Linked DNA regions of Drosophila melanogaster: region 1 is linked to region 2. The links are chromatin contacts, called in public HiChIP or PLAC-seq maps. All regions are on one chromosome and are shown on one strand. The core of a region is the stretch at or near the end of the contact, and the rest is flanking DNA. Distances in the headings are between cores, read along the strand shown. Region 1 holds the start of CG3603. Region 2 overlaps kirre (kin of irre).

The links. HiChIP or PLAC-seq counts read pairs in DNA pulled down with a chosen protein or histone mark.
Region 1: a contact with region 2 is called in a CP190 HiChIP or PLAC-seq map of the Kc167 cell line, with 5 times the contacts expected there. The contact joins the promoter of CG3603 here to the enhancer-like site in region 2. A contact is called at or near these places in 12 of 107 Hi-C or Micro-C datasets (the Kc167 cell line, the OSC cell line, the S2 cell line and 6 more) and 1 of 6 datasets of contacts at active chromatin or transcription factors (the Kc167 cell line).

What each region holds. Positions count from the first base shown.
Region 1 is chrX:2,945,111-2,949,642 of dm6, forward strand. It overlaps CG3603, which reads left to right and starts at 2,924. Exons shown (of 2, transcript NM_001272270.1): 1 at 2,924-3,038; 2 at 3,108-4,010. The coding sequence starts at 2,996. The coding sequence ends at 3,814. The region is part of intron 3 of kirre (kin of irre); the gene reads left to right. It overlaps CG17959, which reads left to right and starts at 1,984. Exons shown (of 1, transcript NM_130689.2): 1 at 1,984-2,470. The coding sequence starts at 1,995. The coding sequence ends at 2,441. It overlaps CG14423, which reads left to right and starts at 293. Exons shown (of 1, transcript NM_130688.3): 1 at 293-1,479. The coding sequence starts at 422. The coding sequence ends at 1,339.
Region 2 is chrX:2,763,747-2,768,506 of dm6, forward strand. All of the region lies in intron 2 of kirre (kin of irre), which reads left to right. Among named protein-coding and RNA genes, the nearest start is that of lncRNA:CR43494, 15 kb to the left of the region's middle. Within about 2 kb of position 1,920, at least 22 of the 39 cell types and tissues checked have an H3K27ac peak or open chromatin away from gene starts, as enhancers often do. A contact at or near this core is called in the Kc167 cell line, the OSC cell line, the S2 cell line and 5 more, where this site is marked.

The sequences.
Region 1 (4,532 bases), core at 1,674-4,173, 180 kb after region 2:
GGCGCTGCAGAAACCTGAAGACCAAAACCCCAATTCCAATACCAAATCCAAAAACCGAAAACCCAAAGGCGTTCCGCTTGGCCGAAAACCCATGGGATGACCGGCAGAATGATGATGACGGAGAATTTGGAGAATATACATTATAGCTGGCAGCGATTTGACTATTTGAGCCCTACCACGGATCAATTTAATTTCAATTGTGTACACAGATTTACCGTTCGGCACTTACTTATTTGCATTCCACAGCGTATTTTGCGGGACTATAAAAAGCCTCATTGCTGGCCGATAAAGTATCAAAGCCTGATTGTCCAGCCATCGGCGAGCAACAGAAATCGCAGCGATTTTGGTCTATCCGAAAAGTTCTCTTCTTTAACCAGAGTAGTTTCCCGAAGACCCAAAAGAGTTTATAAATTTATCCAACATGAAGTTGTACGCCATCGTTATCCTTTCGGCATGCTGTCTTCTGGCCGCACAAGCGGCACCCGAGAAGAAGATGGCCCTGAAGTCGCGTCAAGTCGACCAGGATGCCAAGGTGGGCCAGGCCGCTTCCAGTGCTGGTGCATCGACCTCTGCCAAGGATCCCTCCAGTGGCAGGCTGTTTCTCAAAAAGTTCCTAACCTTCAAGAACCTGTTTAGCAGCAACAATCAACCCGTGATTCCGATCATTATCACCGGCGCCGGAACCGGGACTAGCACAGGAGCCTCACCCACTTCGCCCACGGTGACAGTGACCTCGACAGGCACCATTCCCTCGGCCACTGGCACCATTACCACTTCGCCCACAACACCCACCTCGACGACATCGAGCGCACGGCAAACGATTATCAAGGGTGCCCGATATGGCAGCAACGATGACGACCAGGAGCAGAATCAGGAACAGGATCAGGATCAGGACCAAGAACAGGACCAGGAGCTGGCCCAACCCGCACAGGCCTACCCCGCCGAGTTGATGGACGAGCAGGCTCTGCAGGCCGCCCTGGCCGCTGGCGCCCAGGAATACGAGGTGGTCACCACTGAGCACGAGGTCCAGGGAACTGGCGGAGCCACCGTCGAAGGCGGCAAGGCCACCCAAAGCAATAACCATATCAGTCTGCGACGCAAAGGCGCCCGCCGCGGCCAGGTGATCAGCGTTCGCATCCCACCCCGCTACCGCCGCTACTTCAAGAACGGCCAGAAGGTGATGCTCAATACCGGTAGTCGTCCCGTCTCCAAGCGTCGCGTGGTTCGCAAGCGAGTGCCTGCCAAGAAAATCAACAAGAACAACCGGAGGCGCAACGGCAACAAGAAGAATCGTCGCAATCGCAACAAGAACCGTCGCAATCGCATCACCGCCGTCTAAGGATCTAGGATTCAAGGTCAGGATCCAACGATCCGACACATTCCGGCAAGATAATTTTTTTTTCTAATTTATTGTAGCCTAACTTGCTACTGCCACACTTCCTGCGGCAGGATAAACGATAAATAAAGCCCTTCAAGAATAACAAAACTGCATTCTTACTTTATCTTTGCGCGGTAATAATACTAATAATAAAAATAGTAAATTGTATAACAAAATAATAAGATTATAAGAGAATAAGAACGGGCTAAAATATAGTTGCGAATAGCAAGTAAGGTAGGAATTAAACTGAAGAAACTGAGTACATACCTTACCCACAATTTACTTTAGGCTCATTTACATCTTCATATTAATTGCTTATACAATTTTTCAAAAAACATCCCTCTAAAGATCGGAGGTTACAGCGATGAAGCACCAAAGATCAATGATCGTTGATCTTCAGAAGCAAAGAAAGGCAAAAACAATAGTTGGTACAATCTCCTTTATGGGCATAGAATCAAAGAAAAAACAAAAGTCTGTGAAAAGTACGCACTTGACCCACATTTTTGGGACGAAATCACCAAAGAGATCAGATCGTGACGAATGATGGGGCAATTTTCGGGTATTTAAGCGGCTGTTTAGCCCGGGGCTCAGTACAAACATGGCTGGACAGCGATTTATGATCGTACTGATCGTGGTTTCAATCTTGTTACCATCAATTCCGGAGGCTTCTGCCAAAGCCTGTGGATCGAGACTCCAGTTGCGGGCTCAAAATGATCCCGTTGACCTCAGTCGTTTGAGCGAGAAGCAGCTAAAACAGCTGGCTGAGCAGTTGGCAAAATTCAAAACGCAGAAGGACGAATATGGCGGTGATCTGGTGGAGGAAGAGGATGACCCAGAACAGGATCAGCAGCTGGAGGATGCCGAGGACGATCACCGCGGCGGAAGTCGTCCATGGAACAGGGTGCAGCGGATAATCCGAAGACAGCTGATAAAAATACCCAAGAGATATCTCAAGAAGCTCCTAAGGCAATTTGGATTGGCCCGGAGTGCTGGATATAGCGGTGTCCGGAGTGCGAACTTGACTCCCCAGCTGGAGGAGTACTACCTAATACCACTGCAGTGAAATTATTGACCGGAAATAAATACAAACATTTTGAAAATACAACACTTTTACGTACACTCTTTTGGGCGCTGGGCTAAAAACAATTGCTGAGTATTGAGTATTGCTCGTACTCAATACTGTTGGCTATCAAATAGCCTTCCTTAAAGCAAAAATGAATGGAAAATATTAATATTTTTAAACATGACAAATTAAATGAATTTCCATTTAGTTGCCATCAGAGACGTAGACGTATTTTTTAAACGAGCCTAAAACTATGTTTCGGCAAACAAACATAAAATTCATATACAAAGCACAATTTTTTTTTTAAGCGCTTTTGTGATCTTTGGACTCTTACATTTTTTTCTTGATAAACATATGGTTCCACCGAAAAGCTCTGACAACGATCGTGTGGTAAAAAGCTTTCCACCACTTCACTTATGTTTCATTTGTTCATAGCCAATCAGCTTTGGAACAGCTGTTGGCCGGCGATATATTTTAGTGATTATATAGTTGTCGCACGACCGTTGAGGAGAAAACAAGTGAAAACTGCTGTTTACTAAGTCATTTTTAGAGCCATGTCAGTGGGAGTACTAGCTGGAAAAGTAGCCCTGGTAACAGGTGTGTATTCGTTTGTTTTCTCTTGATATCTGCTCTTTATATGGGACTCTTCTAAACTGGAGTTTTTAGGTGCCGGATCAGGAATTGGTCGTGCCACCTGCCGCCTTTTGGCCAGAGATGGTGCCAAAGTGATCGCCGTTGACCGCAATCTAAAGGCGGCCCAAGAAACCGTACAGGAATTGGGCTCTGAGCGATCTGCCGCCCTGGAGGTGGACGTTTCCTCTGCCCAGAGTGTTCAATTCTCGGTGGCCGAGGCCCTAAAGAAATTCCAGCAGGCACCCACTATTGTGGTCAATTCGGCTGGAATAACCCGAGATGGTTATCTGCTCAAGATGCCCGAACGGGACTACGATGACGTATACGGGGTCAATCTGAAGGGCACCTTTCTGGTTACCCAGGCCTATGCCAAGGCCATGATCGAGCAGAAACTGGAAAACGGCACCATTGTGAACCTCTCAAGCATCGTGGCCAAGATGAACAACGTGGGCCAGGCCAACTATGCGGCCACCAAGGCGGGCGTGATCTCCTTCACGGAGGTGGCCTCCAAGGAGTTCGGAAAGTTTGGCATCCGTGTGAACTGCATCCTGCCAGGCTACATAGACACGCCCATGGTAGCGGTTGTGCCCGATTCTGTAAAGCAGGAGGTGGTACAACGATGCCCCTTGGGCCGATTGGGTCAGCCGGAGGAGATCGCCGAGGTCATTGCCTTTTTGGCCTCCCCGCAATCGTCATACGTCAATGGGGCTGCCATCGAGGTCACCGGGGGCCTTAAATAATCGTGAAATGCATATATGCAATATAACTTTCGTAGATCTAAGGCATCTAACACGCAGCTTGTATAGATTATACTTGCCTGGTTGTTCCATATTAGAAAAATGGATTCCCTATATATATATATATATATATATTGCAAGAGTAGGACCAGATTATTGCATTTACTTGTCAAGCCATTCGTAAAAAGTTTTTTTTTTTATCAACGTTAACATATGGTTGCTAACAGCTGTATCACATTTTGTTGCCAGGAAAAGCTGGTTAATAAGACTAGTTACACTTTAAAAACGTATTATGCTATCAAATTACTAAACATGTTTTCCAATCAGAAATTTAATCTCACACCTGTTGATATTGTCTTCAAATTCAAACACGCCATCTATGAGTGATCTTTCTTCGGCTTATCGATACTATCGTTTAAATCGTAACATGACAATGACAATATATATAGCATATCTTTAGGGGTAGTATTGTAACATCTTTTTTATTGATATGCCCATAAGAATGCCAAATATTTATGATCAGAAATCTATGCTCTAATAAGTTAAAGAACCGCTACTTCACCATACCATAGCAACATTGCGACATTGTGACCACAAAAGGACCGTCGAAGTGGGAAATGGAATGTTGCGACACGGCTTGTTGTGGTTTATTGGCAAGGCTTTTGGTCGGCTATTCGTTATTTGGACCCACCGAAATGTACAATATTAATACATTTCACAA
Region 2 (4,760 bases), core at 670-3,169:
TCAATGACTCGGAATGAACACCTTTAAGCCGCTTAGAAAATTGCAATGCCCAAAAATCACATCACAGCGGAGCGGAGTGGCCAGCAACAACAATGGTTAGACATTTTTCCAGTTGTCAAGGGACATGACATTGCATGGACCAACCATGCCTAGTAATACACTGGACAAAACTATTGCGCTTTCTGCACTTTCGCTATCACCATATGTATAAACGAATCAAATATGAATAGATGTCAATTAAGAAGGGTTAGTAAAAATGGTAATCAAAGTTAATATTTAGTAAAATATATGCTTAATATGCAAATAATCTTGGGATTTCAATGTACGCTTATAAAATTTGAATTATCAATTTTTTGGACCGAAAGAAAAGTCTGCAAGTATAGGAATTTTCCGGCGTTCTCCTGCCTGCACTTCTACAGTATATCACAGCCCAGCAACTCCATTTCTGCGACTCCTTTTCCCTGTTGCACTCGCTTCTGTCCAAAAGGATTTCCAAATCAATTTGATTTGCCGGGGGTTAGTGTGTGTGTGGGTGTGTTTGGGTTGTGTATGTGTGTTGCGTGTGGTAGGTGGTGGCTGAAGGGGGGGGGAATGGCGAAAAGGGGTAGTTTCAGGTCTGCTGCCGTTCGCAATCAATATGCAATACTGTTGCCCATTGTCTCTTGCTTTTTGATTTCGTTTGCTTTTGTCAATTTCCACGGGCGGCCTCTTGGTTTCGTTCTTTTTTTTTTCTTTCGTTTTGATCCCACTGGTCCTGACTCCTCGTTTATTTTTTTTTTTTTGTATTCTTGTTGATTTTGTTTGCTGCAGAGATTTCATTGCTTGGTTCTGCTTTGTTTGCCCCAGTGCCACTCCCATTCCAATTTCCATGCGCCCAGCGAAATCACTTTTGACTTGGCATTTTAATGACGTTGGCAGGAGCGGAATTCCAGTCGTAACAGGCCAAATTAACAATGTTTTTCGAAAACCCAACGTTGGCAGTGAATTTCGGGTCAATCAAAATGAATGCGCGGAAAATATGCAACATATTCAAATTTAACAATTTTCTATTGCAATAATATAAGTTGGTTATTGTGGATTACCATTATCTTAGGTTTATGCTTCTATGAGCGGCAATATGAAAAGCGAAGGGCTACAATGGGTATATTTTATCAACGTAAAACCTGCAAATTCGCTGTAAACCAATTTATTTTCCAGTTGCTCCTTTCTACGCAAAAATTTCCACAAATTATTCGATAATAGAAAATCAAATTGCAACAAATTCGCACACAATTGCAACACAAAATGCAATGGGGAGAAAAGGGGAAAGATAAAAACGATGTGAGATCGAAAATAAAGTGAATGCCATCAGCAAGACGCCATTGCGTCAGTTCGATTCTCCCCATTTTCACTTGAGGCGGCGGGCAAATGTTGGGGAAAGTCTGGCTTACTTCAAAGGGCAACAATGTTGTCGCATTTCGTAACTGTCTTGCACCGGTCGCACCCGCAGACACCCCGGAAAATCCTCGGAAAAGCGGCAAGGGTTTCCCCCCGAGCACATGCAGCGAGTTAAAGAATTCCAATCAGCAGGACCATTGTTCTTGAGACATTCGCCCGACAAAATTGAAGATAATTGAAGTGTAAAACGTTGCAAGCGGAAGTGCAGCAGTCAGCAAGGGGTTTCCCTGGAAAATCACCCCTTACACACCGCTGCTCCCCTCACCAAACTCTACCTCTTCCCACAATACCGAGCTTGTGTTTGTGCTGATGTCAAGGCATATTATGCAATACAATTTTGGCAACAGCAGAGTTCCCTCCTCAAACATTTTTGAGTCACGTCGACTGTCGAATGCGGAAATGATGAGACAAAAGGAGATGAGGCGGAAAGAAAGAGAGAGCCGCTATGCGGCTCCATAAGAAAGAGATAGCCGCTCGCTCACGGAGGGAGTGGGAGAGAGAGAGAGAGAGAGACGTATGGGAGAGCAAGAAGAGACCACAGCGTAAATGGGGGCCAGCAATAAAACTGTTTGCTGCATGGACAGCAACAACAATGACTGTGCAAAACTACACTGGAAAACAACTTTGATTGAAAGGACTATCAATGGTGCTACTACGAATCTATTCCCTTGAAAGTCGCGTGATATCGAGGAACCCCAAAATGTTTGCAGTGTTTGAAGTAAAACAAGAATCCAAACAATGGCAGCAATATGAAGTCGAGAAATAAGAACAAAAAGCGCAATAACAAAACAACGATATGCAAATCGCTGACAACGAAGTGAGCAAACAATCCTTGCACCGAATCCTTTTGTCCTGCCAATGCAATTGCCAAATTGCCAACGTAATAAGAAACAAGAAAAAGATTCTGGGGACAGTAAAAAAAAAAAATACGGAGACTGCTAACAGCGATAGAGCAGAACAAAGCTTGGACTATTTTCATAGGCAATTTTCCAGTGGATATTACACGCGAGCCGAGTTTTTATGGTACAGCATTTTATTTAAGGAAATTTTCGGTTTTTATGAAAAAATATATACATATATTACAACGGTTGATCAAGAAATACAAAGATTTAATCGTGATTTAGTTTTCACAGGCAGACTTATCTGAATTTGCAACAAAAATATGCCGAAAATGGAATGTAAACGAAAACTGAAAGTAAATCAAAACAAGAAACGACAAAAATCGCGCAACGACATGCGATAAAAAATTGCTTTGCTTTTGTGATTGAAGCGATCCCTCGGGGGGAAATGGGCGGCGGGGGAAGGGTGGAGTGTTGGGTGGGGCCATGAAAAAAGAGGGAGGGGGGCGGAGGGCTTCATTTTGCCTTAGGCGGAAATGTCATTGGCAACGCGACTCAGATTGGCAACAGTTGTATAAACGATTGGAATGTTTACTTCATAATACGTATAGAAGGGTCCGAAACACACACCCCCCACCCCTCCTCCACAACTTTTTCTGCGAGTGTAGGCAACACCGGAAAATCGAGAATAAAAACAAGAACATTGCAGCAGTATCGAAAAATCAGGGCTGTAGAAAAATAAAAATTACATCTCTTACCATTATATCAACATTAATATATATCCAAAAATATTTCTTAATACGTTCTGGTTCAGAACAATATTAAGTAGCTTAATTTAATTTCATTTTTTGTTTTGCATGCACATGCATTTTGAGCATCTGCAGCCCTAGAAAACATAAAAAATGGGGAAATCCCAGGGTGGAATTTTCAGGGGGGTTTGGGTAAATTGGCATCCATCACCTGGAGCGCATTACCAGCGGTAAAAGCGAAAACGAATAAATGAAATTTCGAATGCATGTGAAATTGCATTTGTGCATGCAGATGAGCGGGGAAAATGGACAAAAAGTAGGTGGAAAATCGTTGGGAAACTGGGCGGAGAACAAGAGTTATATGTATGGACACAGGCGATGGGCTTAGAAAAATAGGCGTGGCGATGACACTCTTCGCAAATATTTTCAAAAAAGCTCTAGCCCCTTTTTGAAATAATATTAATAATATTAAATATGTATGATTGATTTTGCAAGAAAAATGCATCTAGTTTATTCTGCGTCTAAATCTTTAAATTTAAGTGTTCTGTTTCTTGGTATTTTCACTCGTTTTTGGTGAAACCTTTTCCGCTTTTTCTGTGTTTTCCTTCAGCCGCCGGCAAATACCTCCAACATCTGTCACTCTCGATTGTCCCCTAACCATCGCCCCTAAAAATTGTGTCGACCGTGTTATCCACTTTTGGGCGCCTGGCTCTTCCTCTTCGCCCTTTTTGCGAACCCTTCCTGCCTTCCTTTGCCATCCTCTTTTTTCCTGACCATTTAAAGTCAACGATGCGTTGATGCTGCAAAGGATTCCCGCTGCACACAGGCTGCTGTCAGCAGGTGACTGCCCAAAGGGGCGTGGCACATGGGGAAGGACTCGTTGAACAGACAATTCGCTGACTGGTAGCCAAAAACAAAAAAAAAAAGATGTACACGAATAAACAAAAACAAAAAGTAAAGAAAACAATGAAATAAGCGTACTGTTTTCACTTTTTCCACCTCACTCCACAGATAAACAGTTTGGTTTGAAATTTTAGTTCGATAAAGTTAGCATAAAGAATAAATAATTTGTAACAATAACATATGTTACAATCAAAAGTATAATTTTTCATATCATTTATGTGCAGCAAAAGCTATGGTTTATTTCAAATATTATTAATACTGCTATTATCTTGAACTCAGGTGTATTTCTGTACAGTACGAATGCAGACATAGAAATAGTTTTATATGCACTTGATTGTTTTCGCTGTTTTTGATCAGTTTTTGAACCACGACTGTTTGTGGCAACAAAGCGGAAATGCGATTTAAATTATTTGATTTCCGTGTTTGTGGGCAAGCTATTTATTTTCCCCTCCAGTGTTTTCAACTGCATATGTATATGTATGTATGTATGTATTTCGGCGACATTTTTCCCGACTGCAAAGCGATGCATTCAAAAGCTGGCTACCGTTATATGAAATGCATTTTGTGTTTGCTTTGCATTCGCATTTCTTTAATCATTTTTATGATCTCTGCACTTTTTTTTTTAGCTATGCCCCGCGATTGCAGCGTATTAATAAATTCCATACTTTCCAAAACTGTTCACTGTTTGTACGCTTTGCTTTGCTCTGTTCGCTTTTCTGTTCTCGTTTCCTTTTTTTCGCTGCCTCTATCCTAATGATGGCCACTTCAGTGTTTCCGCTTGCCAGCGGTGGAAAGCGCAAAGGCAATGTGGAAAAGCCAAAAGGAAAGCCAT